Linked DNA regions of Sus scrofa: all the other regions are linked to region 3. The links are chromatin contacts, called in public Hi-C and HiChIP or PLAC-seq maps. All regions are on one chromosome and are shown on one strand. The core of a region is the stretch at or near the end of the contact, and the rest is flanking DNA. Distances in the headings are between cores, read along the strand shown. Region 1 overlaps FGGY (FGGY carbohydrate kinase domain-containing protein). Region 2 overlaps FGGY (FGGY carbohydrate kinase domain-containing protein). Region 3 has its middle 180 kb from the start of JUN. Region 4 overlaps FGGY (FGGY carbohydrate kinase domain-containing protein).

Region 1 (4,690 bases), core at 839-3,338, 380 kb before region 3:
ACGTGCAAAAGATGTAAGAGACTTGCTCCTGGTCACACGATTAAGTCCCAGGGCTGGCGTGCCACCCCAGAGCCCAAACTCAACGGCTACTTTGAGTTCCCTCCTCCGTGCAAGGTGCTCTCATGTCACTTCCTGGGACAAATCCCCATCTTAAAGGGCCTGAAGCTTTTACATGGGGAACTCAAAGAAAGGAATACAAAATTATGAATATAAAATCAGGTACCATAATGAAGGTTTACAATGAGGAAAAAAAAAAACTAAAATAAGTGGAACCTAGGGCATTTAGATTCCCTTTTCCTGAGATGAGAAATGCCTACACAGAAGTCCTTCCTGACTGCAACCCCTCCCCACCCAGAACATTCTACGACTCCCAACAGCTACCTGCACTCATGGGGCCCATGCAATCCGAGGTCCCCAAAGCTTCAATTTCAATGCATTTCCTTCAGGGGAAGCCCATCTCCACCACTGCCCAAAAGTCTCTTAAATTTTCCCAAACCATTTCGACAAAGCCCAGATCTCAGGGCCAGAGGGAGGGGGGCTTTTCACTGCAAACCAAACAAGTGGTGGAGACAAATGCAGTGTGAGAGGAACCAGGATTTCCATCCTTCCTCCCTTGCTGGAAGATTGAGCCACACCAAATGACATCGCTTAGGAGCCATGCAGACCTAGTTTCAGATCCAGCCTCTGCTCCTTCATGGCTGTGTGATGATGAACGTGTCCCCTGTCTTGGTTTCCTCATCTGTTAAAATGATACAAGGATCAAATCGGATAACGGGCATGCTGCCCAGGAATGCCAGCTCCCTTTCCTCTGGGTACACCTTTCTGTGCTTTCTCCCCCTTTTTGCCCAACTCTTGGGATGGGTAGGTCGGTCCTTTGTCTATGCTTTCAGCGTATTCTGTAGAGATCTCCGCTGGAGCACATCATTCTCTTATTCATTCAGCAAGTACCCCCTGGAAGCAAAGATGAACGTGGACATGCAACTGTCCTCAAGAGGCCTGCATCTGGTGAATAAGCAGGGAACCCTTCTCTACCATGACAGAGATGCTCCTTGATGGGCTGGAGCCATGCCTCCTCCTCGGACACGGGGCAGGTCAGACCCAAATGAAAATAATCGAGTCGGCCTCCCACCTCCCCATCTCCCGGCCAGCACTTCACCTCACCCCTCTCTCGGCTCTGCTCTCATCAGGCCCAGCCATGCTGGTCCACACATCCTCTGCATGCCTGGATCAATGAAGTTTGGTTTTACAGGGCACTGGGCCCATTGTTGGCTCTCACCTCAAGAACAAAGAAGAATACTGGCCCTTCCAAGGCAAAACAAAGGCCGACTTCTCCTCCATGGTTCCCTTTTCCTTTATGGGCAACAGTATGCAGACCCCTGGCCCTCCACTGAACTACATTTAAAACAGCTTTTGTGAAGGGTGGACACAGCGGCCATTTTTGTGTATGTGCCTGCCCGCAGCAATGAACTGATTGTAACATGAACAACGTGCACTTCTTCCCACTTCTGACAGAATAGATGACATTGTGCTGAGGGCCAGGGAGGGGGTGGGGGCCTAACGAAAAAAAAAAAAAAAAGCCCTAAGGTTTATTACAAGGAATTCTGATAAAAAGCACTTCGAAGCCTCTTTCCCATCATCAAAAAACCACACTGGGCAAGATCAGAGCTTAACAGCCGACAAAAAAACACATTCAATCCCTGAGATCATTTTCCTGAAATAGAAAACTACATATGTTTCTCAAATTTCATATCAAGCCACTGCAGAGGCCAGACTGCAGGGCTGAACTGGGCCAAAGTCGGGGGGGGGGAGGGGGGGGATGGGATGGGAAAGGGAGTAAACAGAAGAAAACGAGCCCATTCTTCCACATCACCACGTTTCTCTAGCACAATCTAAACTTACAAACACCCCCAGTTTCACAGAACTTGTAGTTAGGGTTGCTTATCGGGCAGTCTTTACTTTGTCAAATTAAGACACATTGCCTTGGATTAGCAAGACTCCTTAAATTCAAAATGACTTCATGGTTGGCTCGGAGTTCAGTGTCTCTAGGGCCAGCCGCCAGGAACATATCCACTGCGGAGCCCCGCTCCTCTCCATATGACCTGCCTGACTTTTCCATGGAGACAGCAGAGCAAAATCCCAGGCAGACAGGCTGTCAGTGTTAATTAAAAGTCCAAACACCTCTTTAGAAACTATCTGCAGCTCAATATTTATACAGAGTATAAGACTCCTAACAGGCAGGGCCGGAGAGGGGAGCAGGAGGTTGAGGGCGGAAATAGGTTTGACTGGCATTTGGAACCCATTAATTTTTAAAAGACAGGCTGCCACTCTAGGTAGGACTGAGAGAGGTTCAAAAACGTAACGAAACCAGAAAGATGAATGAGCTGAAGATTGTTTAGAAAGCCCGGGGAGAGTGCTCAGCTTTTGAAAAGAATAATATCTGGGCAATAATGAGAGCTGACACTTTTTAGTGGTGAATGCAGTTTTTGGCACATTTTAACAATGCAGGTTGACAATGTTTCATATTTAACAAAAGGAAAAGCAATCTTCTAAATGACTTGGGAACAAAGGGCTCCCTGACTGCAATTTCTTAATAACATTTAAGAATTCTCTTCAAAGGCCCTTGACTATAATTTAGAGCAAGGAAGAAAAATGAAGAAAACAAGAAAAAAAGAAGGTGTATTTAAAAAATAATAAACTAACTAGAAGAGGTGAAAAAAGAAGACAAGGATACAGCATTCTGACACTAAATTATATCCCAAAGGGTTGAATTTAATGTCAGGCTTTTATAATACTTCTTCCAATAACCTGAGCTTTAAGAAAGAAGTCAAAGGGAGACTTTGGTCGACACCATTACTTTTGGACTCAGAGGTTCAGTCCAGGGAGGGGCTAAATGGATCACCTAATCCAGCCACCACACTCTGCAGACAAACTGAGCACCAAGGGCCCAGGGTTACCTGGCTGGACCAGATATTTCTTCCAAGTTTCAAACCATGCCACCAGGTGTATTTTATGCTATGTGTCCTAAGGCCTCACCATCAAGGCCACAGAGTTCTTACAGTATCCAAGACTGAATATTGACACCGTTAATCAGACTGAAACTCAGAGGCTACCTAGAATCACACAAGTACAGCATATCCAAAAGTTCACAAGAGTTCACCTACAGTGGCAGCCATCCAGGATAGCAAACTGATTTAAGAGGCCACCAAGACCAAAATGTCCTGTCCCTCCCAAGGAAGGCCTTCCGGGGTCAGAGAAAAGAACTCTAAACAATATATGACTTGGATATGGTCCCCTTAAAACCTAACCCCTACTTCACTTAGCAGTTTCACCCTCACAGCAAGAACCTTCCGGGATTCTGTAATAGCACCTGGAAAACGTGATCTCTATTCTTGAGCATTTTTACAGTTTCAAAACATTTTCAGCAGGAGTTCCCTGATAGTTCTGAGGTTTAAGGATCTGGTGTTGTCACTGCTTTGGCTCTGTTTACTGCTGTGACACAGGTTCAATCCCTGGCCTGGGAACATGCCATGGGTGCAGTCAAAAATGTTATTTCAGCAAAGAATATACTGTCATACTATTTGTAAATGAGGACTCCCAGCCTGAGATTGCTCCACTTTTACCATATTAAAGAGCAAACAAGACTAGATTCTAAAAGAAATTCAAGGTCTCAGAGAAAACTGGTAAGCAAAGGAAATGCTATACAGCTACTCAGTTGAAAAATTACAGTCCTACTGGCTGTATGACTTTCAAGGGTATGGAACTCACATCTAGATCTATACCAAAGAGCTGAAAAAGACAGATGAATGGATAAAGAAGATGTGGCGTGTGTGTCTATGTGTATATATGTGTGTGTGTGTGCACATATATTTTATAAAATATGTATGCCACAAATGTGGCCCTAAAAAGACAAATATTTATATATATACATATGCACATGATGGATTATTACACAGCCTAAAATATAATGAAATAATGCCATTTGTAGCAACATAAATGGGCCTAGAAATTATTATACTAAGTGAATAAGCCAGACAAAGAAAGACATTTATCACATGATACTACTTACATGTGGAATCTAAAATATTCTACAAATGGACTTATTTACAAAACAGAAAGAGACCCACAGACAGAAAACAAACTTACGGTTACCAAAGGGGAAAAGGAAGGGGAAGGGATAAATTAGGAGTTTGGGATTAGCCTATATGCACTCCAATATATAAAATAGATAACCAACAAGGACCAACTGTATAACTGTATAGCACAAGGAACTATATTCAGTATTTTCTAATAACCCGTAAGGGAAAAGAATATTATGACTGAATCACTGTGTTATATACCTAAAACTAACAAAACATTGTTAAATTGTTTATATATACATATAAACAATATATTTAATGACCTAGAACAGTGCCTGATACACAGCAAGTTCTCACTAAAAAACAGGATTTTCTTTTTTTTATAAAATTATGGAAACTAGCAAATTCAGAACCACTTAATGAAGGGTGCATATCATATCGATCCAAGGTCACACACTTTTACCTCCTTTGTCCCAAAGGACAAAGGTGGGAATTCTTTTTCTTTTTTTTTTTTTTTTTTGTCTTTTTGCCATTTCTTGGGCTGCTCCCGCGGCATATGGAGGTTCCCGGGCTAGGGGTCTAATCTGAGCTGTAGCTGCCAGCCCAAGCCAGAG
Region 2 (4,637 bases), core at 1,380-3,879, 430 kb before region 3:
TATGGATCACAGATACGGCTCAGATCCTGCGTTGCTCTGGCTGTGGTGTAGGCCAGCAGCTACAGCTCAGATTTGCCCCCTAGCCTGGGAACTTCCATGTGCCACACATGCAACCCCCCCCAAAAAAAAAAACAGTTGCCTGAGTAATTGTGTAAGGCAACTATAAATGTTTACACAGTGAGATGTGTATACAGATGTGTATATATATAGTGGGATTAGAAACCAATGAAGTTCCAGGTCTCAAAGAGTGCTATTAGCTAAAAAACACAAGAGTTGATATACCTTCCTCGGGCTTGAATAGGGACAGAAGCCCTGAGGATGAGCTAGTAGCCACATCTGGATCCCAACATGATGGAGAACAGGCCAGCAGCCCAGGCTGGCACAGACCATGTGCTTGGCCAGAGCCTGGCCTACAGAGAAGGTCCACTGGGGGTGTGGCAGAGGTCATTGTTCTTAAGGCAAAAACAGGATTATTTCTGCCCTGACACTTTTCTCTTCTGATTATATCTCTGTACAGAACTGGCTGCCTACCACCAATTCAGAAGAACATCCCACCTGGTGGATGTGATGCAAGTTTTTTTTTTTTTTTTCCTTCCTTTTAAGGACCACAAGTGCTGCCTATGGAAGCTCCCAGGCTAGGGATGGAAACGGAGCTGCAGCTTCCAGCCTACACCACAGCCATAGCAATGGCGGGATCTGAGCCTCGCCTGTGACCTAATCACAACTCATAGCAATGCCAGATACTTAACCCACTAAGAGAGGCCAGGGATCAAACCCCCATCCTCATGGATACTAGTCGGGTTCATTTCCACTGAGCCACAACAGGATCTTGCCAAATTAAAGCACTGGGCTCCTAAGGCAACAATGATACTCTGATCCCCACTGTCCCCGCCTACCCCCTCCCCCAGAAGGATGAAGAGAAGGTTCTAAGAAGATGGAATAACCTTGGTGAGAGACTAAGCAAGGAAGAGGAGGAGAGCAAAGCCTTCAGGATGTCATCCTGAGCTCTGGATCCTTCTTCCAAGATAAAACCCATGTCTGAAGTTGCCTCTTCAGCTCTGATTAACGAGGGGTCAGGGAAATGAGGGCTTGTGGTGCCGTATCATGGGCTAGTTGGGACAGATCTTGTAAACACCCACCTCCTGTCCAGTTTCTCTTGACCTTTCTCCAAGAACAGTGGCCTTAGGCAGCGGTCAACAGACGACTAATTTTAGTTTTGGTTATAACATTCAGAGCCAAAGCTCTTCCCTTGCCCAGGCTGAGACGAGACCAACACAAACCTCCTTATTCCTGTCACTCAACCTCTCCTGGTTCCCAGAACCAGGCAGACATCCGCGAAAGGCTAGGGAATCTTACCCTGTGAGCCTCCCCAGAGAAGGGGGAGGTACAGTAGATTTAGGAGTTCTTCACTCACTCACTCTACACCTGTCCATTTCCGTGCTCAGTCCCTTGACGAGTGTTTATTTAGCATCTGCCACCTAACGGGCCCAGGAGTTGGCCCAGGGTACACAGAGCTGGCTGAGATGAATAGGCTGCCTCTCCTGCAGGCAAGGCAGGACAGCCAGAAACCAGAGAGTAAATCACAGAACTGTCTGGGTGCTCAATCCAATGAAGGGCCCTTGAGCGGCATCTCATCTGGGCCAGGGGCTCGGGGACAGATTCCCAGGGAAGGAAGGTTTAAGCTGAAACCAGAAGGATAGTGAGAGCTGTGGGAAAAGAACAGGAAAAGGGCTGGACCAGCAGAAGGTGGCCTGGAATGTGCGCTGTGGAGAAGTCAGTGTGGCCAAAGCAGTTGGGGAGGGTGTGCAGAGAACCGGGGCCGTGAGGCTGCAGGGGCTGGTCATCAAGGTCTATGGCCCAGGCCAAGCGCTGGGGACTCTGACCTGAGAACAGTGGGGAGGCAATGCGTTTCAGGCAAGGCGCTGTCCTGATGAGTGTAAGGTTCAGCTCCTGTCACTGTTACTTCTATGACATTGGGTGGGTCACAGTGCCTCCTTTGATCCACCAATAAAATATGTCCTTGCCTTTTCTTTTCTTTTTTTTTTTTTTTGCTTTTTAGGGCCACACCTGTAGCATATAGAAGTTCCCAGGCTAGGGGTTGAATTGGAGCTGCATCTGCCAGCCACAGCCACAGCCACAGCCACGCCAGATCCAGGCTGCGTCTGTGACCTATACCACAGCTCATACCAATGTCAGATCCTTTAACCCACTGAGTGGGGCCAGGAATCAAACCCGCATCCTCATGGATACTGGTCGGGCTCCTTACTGCTGAGCCACAACAGGATCTCCCTCACAAACATGCTTGTATTTTGCGTCTACTCTGTGCCAGCCACATGTCACCAATGCGACGGGACAGGGAACAGAACAGGTCCTGCCATTCTTGGAACTTACATCCCAGTGGGGGCGTCAGCTTGGCAAATACGCCAGGGAGGAAACCAGCAGGGTGACGAGGAGGAGAGTGACCTGGGAGGCTGCCTTGGGGCAGGATAGGCAGGGTGGACCTCTGAGGAGAAGACCCTGGATCTGAGGCCTGAGGAACGACAAAGGTCCTTCAGAACAAGGAGAGACTTGGGCAGAGTGACTGCAAAGGCCTGGGCAGCTGAGCACGTGGAGCTGAGCACAGAGCCTGAGGCACAGGGCCAGGCTGGCTAGGGAGGCGGCATCCTGATGGCACAGGGCCTCCTTGGAGGGGGCATGTTACTGCATGAGCAACAGAGGCTGATGAATGGCCTGATCTCAGTGACACTGTAAGGTCACTTAGGCTGCTCTGTGGAGGATGGGCAGGAAGGAGACCTGAGTGAAGGAGTGAGATCCGGAAGGGGCTTCTGTCCTTCCTTTCTCCACTGCGCAGAGCACACTTCATCACCCGCCAGCTACCGGCTTCATGACCTTGGGCACGTTACTCAACCTCCTGGCATCTTAACTGTCCTCATCCACAGGGGCAATAACACCCCCTGCCTCACACTGGGCTCTTGAATACAAGTTGCCGTCATTTGCAGGAACAGGGCATGGCTAAGCGCTCCATACACCTGAGCCGTTCTCACTTCCTCACTGTTCTTTCCCTGTCTGTCTCTGCGACTGGATTCTGAGCTCCTCACCTTTACCGGCCCAGCACCTGTTCCAGTGTTAATCCTAGGGTCTCTGTCAATCAGGAGTCACAAATGGTTGCCTGAAGATGTGAGTTGGCCCAAAGACATTTTGTTCAGCAGATATAGAGATTTTGAGATACGTGACTGTGGATGCCTTCAGGCTAGAGATGCTCCCCCAGCTTCCTGGAGTCCACTCAGGATGTGACTGGGTGAACTCTTAAAAATGTGGCTTGGAACATGTGTCAGAAATGTGACCTGTAAACCACACAGTAACTCCCTAATCCCCTCTCCAGCCCCCCCCACTGGGGCAATGGACCACAGGGTCTCATTTTCTAACTTTTCTTCGTATTGAATACTTTCTAGATCCTGATAACCAGGAGAAAAAGACACACACAGAGTCTGTGACTTTTTTTTCCTTCCCTTAGTAAGGCTGTGCCCTCAGCATATGAAAGTCCCAGGCTAGGGGTTGAATGAGAGCCGGCCTACGCCACAGCCACAGCAACTCTGGACCCAAGACACATCTGCAACCTACACCATAGCTCATGGCAACACTGGATCCTTAACTCACTGAGCGAGGCCAGGGATCGAACCTACATCTTCATGGATACTAGTCAGATTCTTAACCCTCTGAGCCATAACACAAACTCTCAGAGTCTGTCTTAACTGAGTTTACAATCCAGTGCTCGTGAATGTGGATGCTGTAGTCTCCTTGGGTGCAAAAGGTACACTAATATTACATCATACTGGGTGTTGCACAGATTATCTTATTCTACTCTTAAAATAACTCTGGAGGGGTGGGTAGCCTGGACAAGCAGGTTACTCTCCTTTGCAGAGAAACAAATGAAGGATCAAAGAAGCTAAGTATAGTGTCCAAAATAAAACAGCAAGATGGTAGATCTCGAAATCCTGTCCCTTTTCATCAACAGAAGCATTGCAAGCAGGGAGAGGTTAACTCGGGTTATGGAAAAACCTCTAAAGTTCTCTCTTTGTAACATGTCACAGGCCTGAGAATAAGAAAGATGACGGTGATACCCAGACACTGACCACCACATGGTAGCATAACTTAGATTGGCTCTGATGGTGGGAAAATCCTGACAACAGTGCTGGCAAAGAATAAGAGGTTTGTGTTCCAAGAGAGTTCTCCACGGGCTCCACGTGTCACCAGTGACACATCTGGAAAGAGAAAAAAGAAATCAGGAAACAGAACATGGCCCTTTTTGCCAGGAGAGTTACGGAAGTATATTTTTTTGGCTAAGGCGATGAGATTTTGCCAGGTGGTGCCAGGCCAGACAGCAGATCTGCATGGCCCAGCAAGCTCGGCCTCCAGAGGGACCCTCTCTGGTATTTCCCAAGAAGGCTTGGCACACTCAGGGGATCACAGCAGCCGCCTCCGCAGACACCTTCGGAGTGTAGTAAGCTTCCACTGTGTGCGCCAGACACACAGAGGCCTGGAAAATACATCATCATCTTTGAGAGACTCAGCAGCCTTACCAACCCTGAACTTGTCCTTTTTGGGTGTGAGAGCTACTCAAGACTCCTCAGCCCTCA
Region 3 (4,238 bases), core at 729-3,228:
AGCTGGTTATCCCTTGGTTGAAGTTCACCAGAAAGCAAAAGTCCAGTGACCTGGGGGTTCCAGGATTCTATAAGGTGAAAGAAGACAGAAATTCACCTGAAACAAGCACCCTTTACATGGCAGAGAGGATACACACCTTCTTTCAAGTAAGAAGAGGTGGCTCAGAGAAACATGGTATGAAACTCTGAATGCATGTGACTTTGGGCAAGTCACATACCTCCGTCAATCTCAGTTTTCTCCTCCATTTAATTGGGGCTGAACATCTATCTACCTTACCTACCTTACAAACACAACATTCATAAAATACTTAGCTCAGTGACCAGTATATTGTAAGCACTCAGTATGTAAGAAGGAAAGAGATTCAGAAAAGTTAAGTGATTTCTCTAGTTTCCAAAGCAGTTAAGCGTAACTCAAATTTGAAATTAAGTCTCCTTGTGAAGCCCAGGACCTTTCTCCAATTTTCCCTTCTCTCCTTATGTTAGAATTTTACACTTTTCATTTGACTTTGTAGGGCTTCCCATTAGACTGAGCAAATACATTCTCCTGTCCAGTGATATTGGGCTTTATCATGGGCAAAGGAATGATGGGCAAAAGGGGGAAATGACGGCATGGCAGTTCTGGGCTGAAATTTTAAGAGGTATTACCTGTTTCATTACATTTTTGTCTGCTTACTTGCTCATTTACCATGCAAGGAGTAACCAGAGGCTACCTTTCACCCTAGCTCACAGGATGAGACAAATGCAACAGACCCACACCTGACCCACAGCCCCAGTTAAGCTGAAGCTGGAACCCAAGCTACCCAGCCAACCCACAAACCCAAGAGTGAGAAGAAAAAAATTTTTTATTTTATTTTATTTTTATTTTTTGCTTTTTTAGGGTCACCCCCATGGCATATGGAAGTTCCCAGGCTAGGGGTTGAATCAGAGCTATAGGTGCCAGCCTACACAGCCACAGCAACGTGGGATCTGAGCAGTGTCTGTGACCTACGCCACAGCTCAGGACAATGCCAGATCCTTAACCCACTGAGTGAGGCCAGGGATTGAACCCGTATCTTCATGGATCCTAATCAGGTTTGTTAACCACTGAGCCATAAAAGGAACTCCCAAGAAAAAATTCTTATAGTTGTAAGTGACTGAGTCTTGGGTGGCTTGTTACCTAGCATTATTGCAGCAATAGCTGACTCATACACCTCCATGAATGAATACAGCCAAGCCAGGGCCCCTCCACTTTTGTCTGCCTGTGAGAACCTGCTAGACCCCCTCTCCACCGTCCTTTGGGTCCCAGCTACACTTAACTGAGAGACCTTGTCTCCAACGGTATTCTGAGATCTTTACTTGTGCACGTTTCTTTTTCTTATTTTGGACACTGAGCTGCTTTGGGGTAGGGAACTGCCTTTTGCATCCCCAGACCTCCAGCGCCGAGCACAGTGCCTGGTACAAAATAGGCTGTCAGTAAATATGAGCTGACTTTTAACTAAACTAAATGGAGTGGCCCCAAATATCATCAAGGGCTAAAGTATTTTAAAGTACTCTTTCTACATTGTTTTTAAAAAGGGTCTTGAGGCTAAATACATAAATAATAAAGAGATACACTTTGAAAAATACGTCTACATAAACACATATGTAGGCAAACAAACTTATGCCAAACACAACTGGGAGCTTTCTGCAGACTAGTCTCCCATTTAAGGCCTGTAATTTCCCTCTTGGCCGACACTGGCTTTGGCTTGGACTGTGTTTCACAGACTCCTGGCAGGCAGCCTGCTGGGTTTGTGTTTAGATTTTTTTTTTCCTTTCATCAGGCCTGAAACTGAAGCCACAGACCTTTCTGAAACCTTCTCTTAGCTGTAGCTGTCATGCTTCAGGTCACCTGCTTATCCCTCCCAGGTCATGTGGATCCATAATGTGTCCAGAGGTCCAGGGACAAGCTGGCAAGCAGTGGAGTCCCTTCCAGAAGGAGACAAAGGAAGGCAGAGGAGGAACCAACGAGTCCGGAAAGTACGACCCAGACCAGGCCTCCACCCTCCCAGAGCCAACTGTATCTGATGGCCTAGCCTGCTGGCCAGCTTCTGGCATCAAAGAGGTAGGGACCCTGGAGGGGAACTGAGGCCCATGAAAACAAAACAAAATAAGCGAAGTTGTGCTGGTGACATGGGCGAAGCTTATATGCACCTAAGTCCTGGGGGAGCTCTAGGGTCAGACACAGGTCATATTTAGATCCTGGCTCTTCCAATATCTCCTGGGCCAGTGACTTAACTCTCTGAACCCAATTTCCTCATCCATGAACTGGATTGCACCTACCTCGCAGGCCAGTGTCAAGATTACATGAGTTCATACACGTGATGGGCCAAGCACTTTGTAGAAAATTAATCTGCGGTGAGTTTTGTTTTCACAACAGACCTTTCATCTGTCGGGACGTGTCCAGTCTTATCTGCTCCCCATTCCATCTGCAGTGCAGTCTCCTCTGTGGCTGCCTCTCCAGCCTGTGCTTGCAGGGTCTCAGGGCAGCCTGCCCCCTTATAGAGAGATTCTCATTACTAGAAAGTTCTACCTCAGTCTGACCCTGAAGAGAATCTAACAGTGATCTCTCTGGAGCTTTCACTCATGGCCCCTTTCCACTCAAGGGCCAGTAAAAACGAGTCTACACCCTCACCCTCAGTGCAACCTTCTCTGTAGGCAAGGATAGCTCTCAGGCCCTTCTTGAGGTGCCTCCAGAATTCTTCAAGGCTTTACACACACACACACACACACACACACACGCGCGCGCACACACGCATGTGGTGTCTAAGCAATTACAAGGACTACACAGAAACAAATAAGGGACATATAGCCCAAACTTGGAAGGTCCAGGAGGCTTCTTAGAGGAAGGTAGTTGAGAGTGAATAGTTGCTATGAATTGGTTGTGCAAAGCCCTGCAGCTACTAGTGAAGAAATAGACTCTCTGCCCTGGCAGTGGGTGATGGTTGATGCCTCTAGCTAGACATCATTGTTGAATTTGTGTTGATTTTCTACTATTCAAATGCCTCTTTCCGGGCCCAGTTTCCTCAGTAGGCTTGGCCCAGTACTTCCAACGGATGTTTTTCCATTCCCTTCTTACGCAGACAGAGAAGCCAGGTTTGTGTCCAGGCTCTGCCACTCACAAGCTGGGCGACCCAAGCCCAGTCAGATCACCTCTCTGAGCCTCCATTTCCACACTGGAAAATGGAGAAGACACTGCCTACGCCCAGGGCTGGCGTGTGGATGGAACAAGATCTCACAAAGGAAAAGTTGCCCAGCATGGAGATGATGTTTGTCAGATGTTTTCTTTCCTTTTGTGCTTGATAAGATGACACAGCCTGATCTGATAGCAACACTCCATTGATAGTGTTATAACAGCATATTCCTTCAAAGGCACTTGCACCTGAATTTCTGAATATTGAGCCAGTCCATAACCCTCTCTTATGGCCCCTGAGGCTCTCCTTGATGGGGCACCTGCTTCCTCTGCAGCCCCACATGCAGACTAGTGGGCATTCTTGAAGGCAAGTGGCTCCAATCCCTCTGGATGGGTGCCCTCTTAAAGGACACCAAGATTAAGTGCCCGGCTCTTGGCTAAGGTCTCTTTGAGGAACACTGGAGAGTTTCCTTGGGAGAATCGACCAGAATCATGGCAGGGAACAAAGTGCATGCAGAAGGGCTGAACAGCAAAAAAATCTAAGGGAAGGACTCTGTTTGGGGCTGAGACTGGGGCTAAGGAAACCAGCAAGGAAGGTCAAGACACCCTGGGGGGTAGGGCAGCAGGCAGCCCACACCCCCCCCAGGGGTCAGTCAAAGAGAAGAGACACATGTTCTGGAAGGCCAGAGAGCTGACGCCCTGGGGAGCAGCAGCCGGGGCACTGTGGCTCTCTGGGTCACAGCCAATGCCAGACTTTGAAAGAAAGGAACAGACAAAGGGAGGGACAGACACCTGACCTCTGCCTCTTCCCACACTCCTCTTGCCTGCTGCTATAGATTTCCTTTGGCTAGACGCAGCTATAATTTAGAGTCCAGGGGAACCTCGGTGATGTTCTTCTTAGGGGTTAACCTGCTGGGGCGCAGAACATGTGGAGCGAGCAGAAAAATTGGTGGGACAGGAATGATCACAGAAAGAAATTACGAACAAAACAGTAATCCTGGCATCCTACAGGGACAATGAGCACAGCTGACCCTAAGAGGGCTAGCTCTTCCCCAAGAAAGAGAATTCCATGTAAGGGGAAGCGGGAAGCT
Region 4 (4,271 bases), core at 1,764-4,263, 310 kb before region 3:
TGCTTTCAACAGGGATACCCTTTCTTTAAGCCCTAACTCGAAGAAAATTGAAATAAAACAGATCAAAGCAGAACTGCTCTGTTTGAAGCAAAGGTCATCCCTGCCTGGCTCTCTACTCTCCTGCCCAGCAGTCGCTGGGCGGGGTCCTTCCTCAGGACTCGAGATGGCTGAGAACCACTGGCTGAGGCCCTGGGCCCAGCATCCCAGCCCACCAGGAGCTGTGCTCTGCCTGCAGTTCCAATCACGCCTCCCAGAGCCCCACCCATTCTCGCACCAAGCTCCAGACATTCCGAAGCCCCCACAGGTTCCCAGGGGCTCTGCACTGCTACAGCACTGTCACCACTTCACACTTGCTCTTCCCTTACTTCCTCTCTTGGGTGCCGGCCGACCATGGACTTAACTTTAAGATCCAGCTCAACCATCACCGGTTCAGGGAGACTTCTTCTTGCATCTTTACATCCCTGGGTGCCATGTGAATACTGTGTCCCTTGCTGTCTTTAAAAACTTAGCACTCTGGGAGTTCCCACTGTTGTGCAGTAGGTTAAGAACCTGACTTCAGGGGCTCAGGACACTGCAGAGGCCCAAGTTAGATCCCCGGCCAGCACACAGTGGATTAAAGGATCTGGCATTGCCATAGCTTCAGCAGAAGTCTCAACTGCAGCTTGGATTCAGTCCCTGGCCTGGGAACTTCCACATGCTGGGAGTGCAGCCATTAAAAAAAAAAAAAAAAAAAAAAAGACCACCTCTGATTTTTTGGTTTTGTCTCTGTGTCTGTCTCCCTTACTGGTCTGAACTTGGAAAAAAAAAAAAAAAAGGAACTGGCCAATTTCTGTATCCCCAGCTCCTACGGTGTCTGGTACATAATTGGTTTTCAATAGATTTTTGCTGAATGAACACCTAAATCAGTGACTTAACAGAAAACAAGGATGAACAGGTTCATGCTTTAACAGTTTGAATTCCTAAGTTTGTACTTATCTGCACTAGTGTTTCGCCTTGTTTCTAATTTCTGCACGCTTTACTCATCCAATTAACAAATATTTATTGGATGCTAACAATCACATTTTATTAATTCTAAGACACTCATTTTTTTCACTTAGCTTCTCTGAAATCAGTGAACCTTACAATCAATGGCATCTTACAATTAATTGGTAGCAGGTTTTCGTTGTAATATCGGAAATAATGAGGCCTTTTGCAATTAATGATGGATATTTGAAGAAATGTAGGACCAGTCACCCAGCTAAGAGCTGAGGATACAGTAAAGGACAAAACAGGACAGTGGCTTACATCTTCCTCGGTTTCTTTGCCTGCAGAGAGGCTAGCTGCTCTACTCCCCTACTGACCACACACAGGCTCTTGCTGTACTAGGATGCCCTCTCTTAGCTCCCCACAGTCTCCCTGGGAAGAGCCCAGGGTGCTGCCCCTCAACACTGATCCTGGCAAGCCAACATCTCTCATTCCTGGCTACAACTTTCCAAGATTATTCTAGACACTGCAAGGAGAACCGGGTGGCGGTGGGGGGGACATAGGGAATGAAGACTCTATACAAACATTCTGGCCCACACAGACCTGGCTGGCCATCATCCAGGCTTCTCTGGCCAGCTTCAGTGACAAGAGAGTCCCCCTGGGGGCTGACCCAGCCCCTCAGGCCTGGCTCCTTCAGTGTTGACTCTCTCGTGCCACCCACCACCCAGCCCACCTGATTTATTCCCAGTCAAACCCAAAGAGGCAGATTTCTACTCTGCAGCTGACCCAGGGCTTACTCCAGCTCTGGGTTGTGGACCCATCACTTGGCTAAACAGGAAAGAACCCACTCTTCAGAAGAACCCCACCCCCTCCCTGGATAGAAAGTAGAGCTTTGCCAGTAGACAGTTAACTCCACTGCTGCTGGACCACAGATGAATCCCTGGTGCCAGCACAGTTTCTGGCACAGAGCACGAACTCACCAAGTCTCTGGGACTCAGCGGATACCTTTATAACCTACCTTTAGGTAAATAATAAAAGGTACAAATTTGCTGTGTATCCAATGCTCCACTAACCACCTTGCTTACATTTCTAATCCACTTTTTATCCTGATACCAACCCTGGATGATAATTACCGTTACATCCCCATCTTACTGATGCAGAAAATGAGTTCTAGACGGGTAAAGCAACTCGCTCTAATGTCGTACAACTAGCGAGTCACAGAGGTGACAGCAATCTCATTCCCTCTGGTCCAGCATCCCTACCTGTCCTTAGAACGCTCTACTGCCTGTTACCCTCCATTTTATTAAACGCCTATTTGCCAAGGGCTCTGCTAGGTGTCCCTGCCTACTTTGGCTACAACTGGCTAACTCAGGACACCTGCCACCTGTAGAGACTGACCCACTCCTACCTAGGCTCCTACCTACTTCTCTCTGGCCCCCTACCCATTTCTAGACCATACGACCAAGACATCCATTGGGAAGAGAATCAGACCCAGGGGATCAGGGTGTTACATTCGCCCTGCACCGTTCACACACAGCTCCCAGTTCATGTTTCTGTAAGAAACAGATCCTAATTAAATAGTTCAGGTTCACCGTGTTTCCCATTACTATCGTTTTCAGCGATCGCTTTATGATTGTTTCCACACCTGGGCTCTGAAAGCAGGGAAGCAGAGAAGTTCAAACCCTCGGGCAGCTACCCTGAAACTTGACCCCGTGAGTTATAAAAACTCTGCCAGAGGATTTTCTGCAACTCAGATTCTTTGTCGATCCCTCTGTGCCCTTTGTTCCTGGGTCATGAGTCCTCGCTGCTGTGTCCTAGATGCCAAACTGTGTTCCAGTTCCTCTTGGCCTCAAAAAATAAAGTAACTGCAAAATGGAAAACATTATTCCTTTTTCTGTTTTTTTTTTAAAAAAAAGGATTAGGATCCTTGTGCATGTCTGGCGCTTTCATACATTTGTTCATCTCTTCTGACTGAAATTCAATCAAGCTGATAAACCTATCAGCATTTTATACCTCAGACGGATGGGGGAATTTACCCCAAGTGACACAAAGAGTAAACAAGAGCAGCACCTGGACTTGAACCCTGGCCTCTTAAGGCACGTTTAGGGCTCTTTCCACACACCAGCTTAAAAATGAAAACAGAATCCTTCAACCACTTCTTCAACAACAACAACAAAAGCAGCAACAATAGCATTTATTAAGCTATGCTCTGCCAGTCACCCACCTGATTCTGTAATTTTCACTTCGTCCTCGTGACAACCCTGTGAGGTAGGCACTATGAGCCCATTTTCCAGGTAAGGGGATTGAGGTTCTCCGCAATAAAGCTATTTAAGGCCACAGAGCACAAAATCAGAGAAGCTGGGGCTCCAGGCTAGGACAGTGGGGCTCCGGAGCCTGATTTATGAGTGGTGATGGTCAGAAGGTTGGTCCCAGCTCATTCATTTCAGGCGGAGATCAATTCTCTAAAAGGAAAAACAACTGATGGGGATCTGGGGAGGCAGGTCAGACCGAGAAAGAAGGACATGGACTGGGGAGGCCAAGAGAAAGAAAAGCTACAGAGAGAAATTCAAGCGGCCTGCACACATGTCCAGAGCCTTACCTAACTTCTCAGTCGACTGAAGGCTCCGAAGGGCAGGAACGGCCTCCCGGCCAAGTCCCCAGCACGGACTGGACTGGTTTTTAGCCCCTGTTCATGATCAAAAGACTGCTCTTGTGATAAATATTTACGTGGTTCATTAAATGATAGCCTGTCCAAATATTATTAGAAATGTGCCACAGGAAACCACAGGCTTCACGGCTGAGTCTTCAACAAATGTGCAAGCTGATCAGAGGAAGCGTGAGAAAAGGGAAGAGGGTCCCAGAGAGGCAGGTCTCTGCAAAACTATTCACGGGATCCTAAGGAGAGATCCTGCTGCAGAGACGGCGCTGAAAACCAATCTCCAGGGGCTGTTCTGCTATATTCTCCTCCTCTTTTCCTCGAAATGACCAAATAGCAATAACATTGTTTCCTAAGCCTATAACCCTCCCGAGTGAATGAGCTTACCTGCAGTCCTATTTCCGAAAGAGCCACTCCTCCAGGACTGTCGGGACAGCGTCTCGGGGATCTGGGAGGAAGCTCAATATCCTCTCTCTGCTTTGATCTCTGGCTTTGGCTGGGAACCCAGGTACACGCGTCCCACACAATTCATTTACTTAGTTATACTGCAGTCAGGGGGTTGGGAAGTTTGGGAAGAAAAAGATAAAAGCAATGAGTATGCTGGTCCACTTCAGTCTCCTTAACAACAAGAATTAAATACCACTTTAAACAA

What was found. Hi-C and Micro-C count contacts between places; a contact is called where the count stands out from the background. HiChIP or PLAC-seq counts read pairs in DNA pulled down with a chosen protein or histone mark.
Region 1: an H3K27ac HiChIP or PLAC-seq map of skeletal muscle shows a contact between it and region 3. The contact joins two enhancer-like sites. A contact is called at or near these places in 2 of 47 Hi-C or Micro-C datasets (embryonic fibroblasts and skeletal muscle) and 2 of 2 datasets of contacts at active chromatin or transcription factors (alveolar macrophages and skeletal muscle).
Region 2: a contact with region 3 is called in a Hi-C map of skeletal muscle, with 7 times the contacts expected there. The contact joins two enhancer-like sites. A contact is called at or near these places in 3 of 47 Hi-C or Micro-C datasets (liver, psoas muscle and skeletal muscle) and 1 of 2 datasets of contacts at active chromatin or transcription factors (skeletal muscle).
Region 4: a Hi-C map of liver shows a contact between it and region 3, with 2.1 times the contacts expected there. The contact joins two enhancer-like sites. A contact is called at or near these places in 4 of 47 Hi-C or Micro-C datasets (liver and skeletal muscle) and 1 of 2 datasets of contacts at active chromatin or transcription factors (alveolar macrophages).

The regions. Positions count from the first base shown.
Region 1 is chr6:153,124,138-153,128,827 of Sscrofa11.1, forward strand. The region is part of intron 5 of FGGY (FGGY carbohydrate kinase domain-containing protein); the gene reads right to left. Among named protein-coding and RNA genes, the nearest start is that of FGGY, 87 kb to the right of the region's middle. Within about 2 kb of position 2,089, at least 40 of the 83 cell types and tissues checked have an H3K27ac peak or open chromatin away from gene starts, as enhancers often do. A contact at or near this core is called in skeletal muscle, where this site is marked.
Region 2 is chr6:153,071,787-153,076,423 of Sscrofa11.1, forward strand. All of the region lies in intron 5 of FGGY (FGGY carbohydrate kinase domain-containing protein), which reads right to left. Among named protein-coding and RNA genes, the nearest start is that of FGGY, 140 kb to the right of the region's middle. Within about 2 kb of position 2,630, at least 8 of the 83 cell types and tissues checked have an H3K27ac peak or open chromatin away from gene starts, as enhancers often do. A contact at or near this core is called in skeletal muscle, where this site is marked.
Region 3 is chr6:153,505,668-153,509,905 of Sscrofa11.1, forward strand. No RefSeq gene overlaps it. Among named protein-coding and RNA genes, the nearest start is that of JUN, 180 kb to the right of the region's middle. Within about 2 kb of position 1,979, at least 28 of the 83 cell types and tissues checked have an H3K27ac peak or open chromatin away from gene starts, as enhancers often do. A contact at or near this core is called in liver and skeletal muscle, where this site is marked.
Region 4 is chr6:153,193,593-153,197,863 of Sscrofa11.1, forward strand. It overlaps FGGY (FGGY carbohydrate kinase domain-containing protein), which reads right to left. Exons shown (of 16, transcript XM_021097811.1): 2 at 4,007-4,164. Among named protein-coding and RNA genes, the nearest start is that of FGGY, 17 kb to the right of the region's middle. Within about 2 kb of position 3,014, at least 8 of the 83 cell types and tissues checked have an H3K27ac peak or open chromatin away from gene starts, as enhancers often do. A contact at or near this core is called in liver, where this site is marked.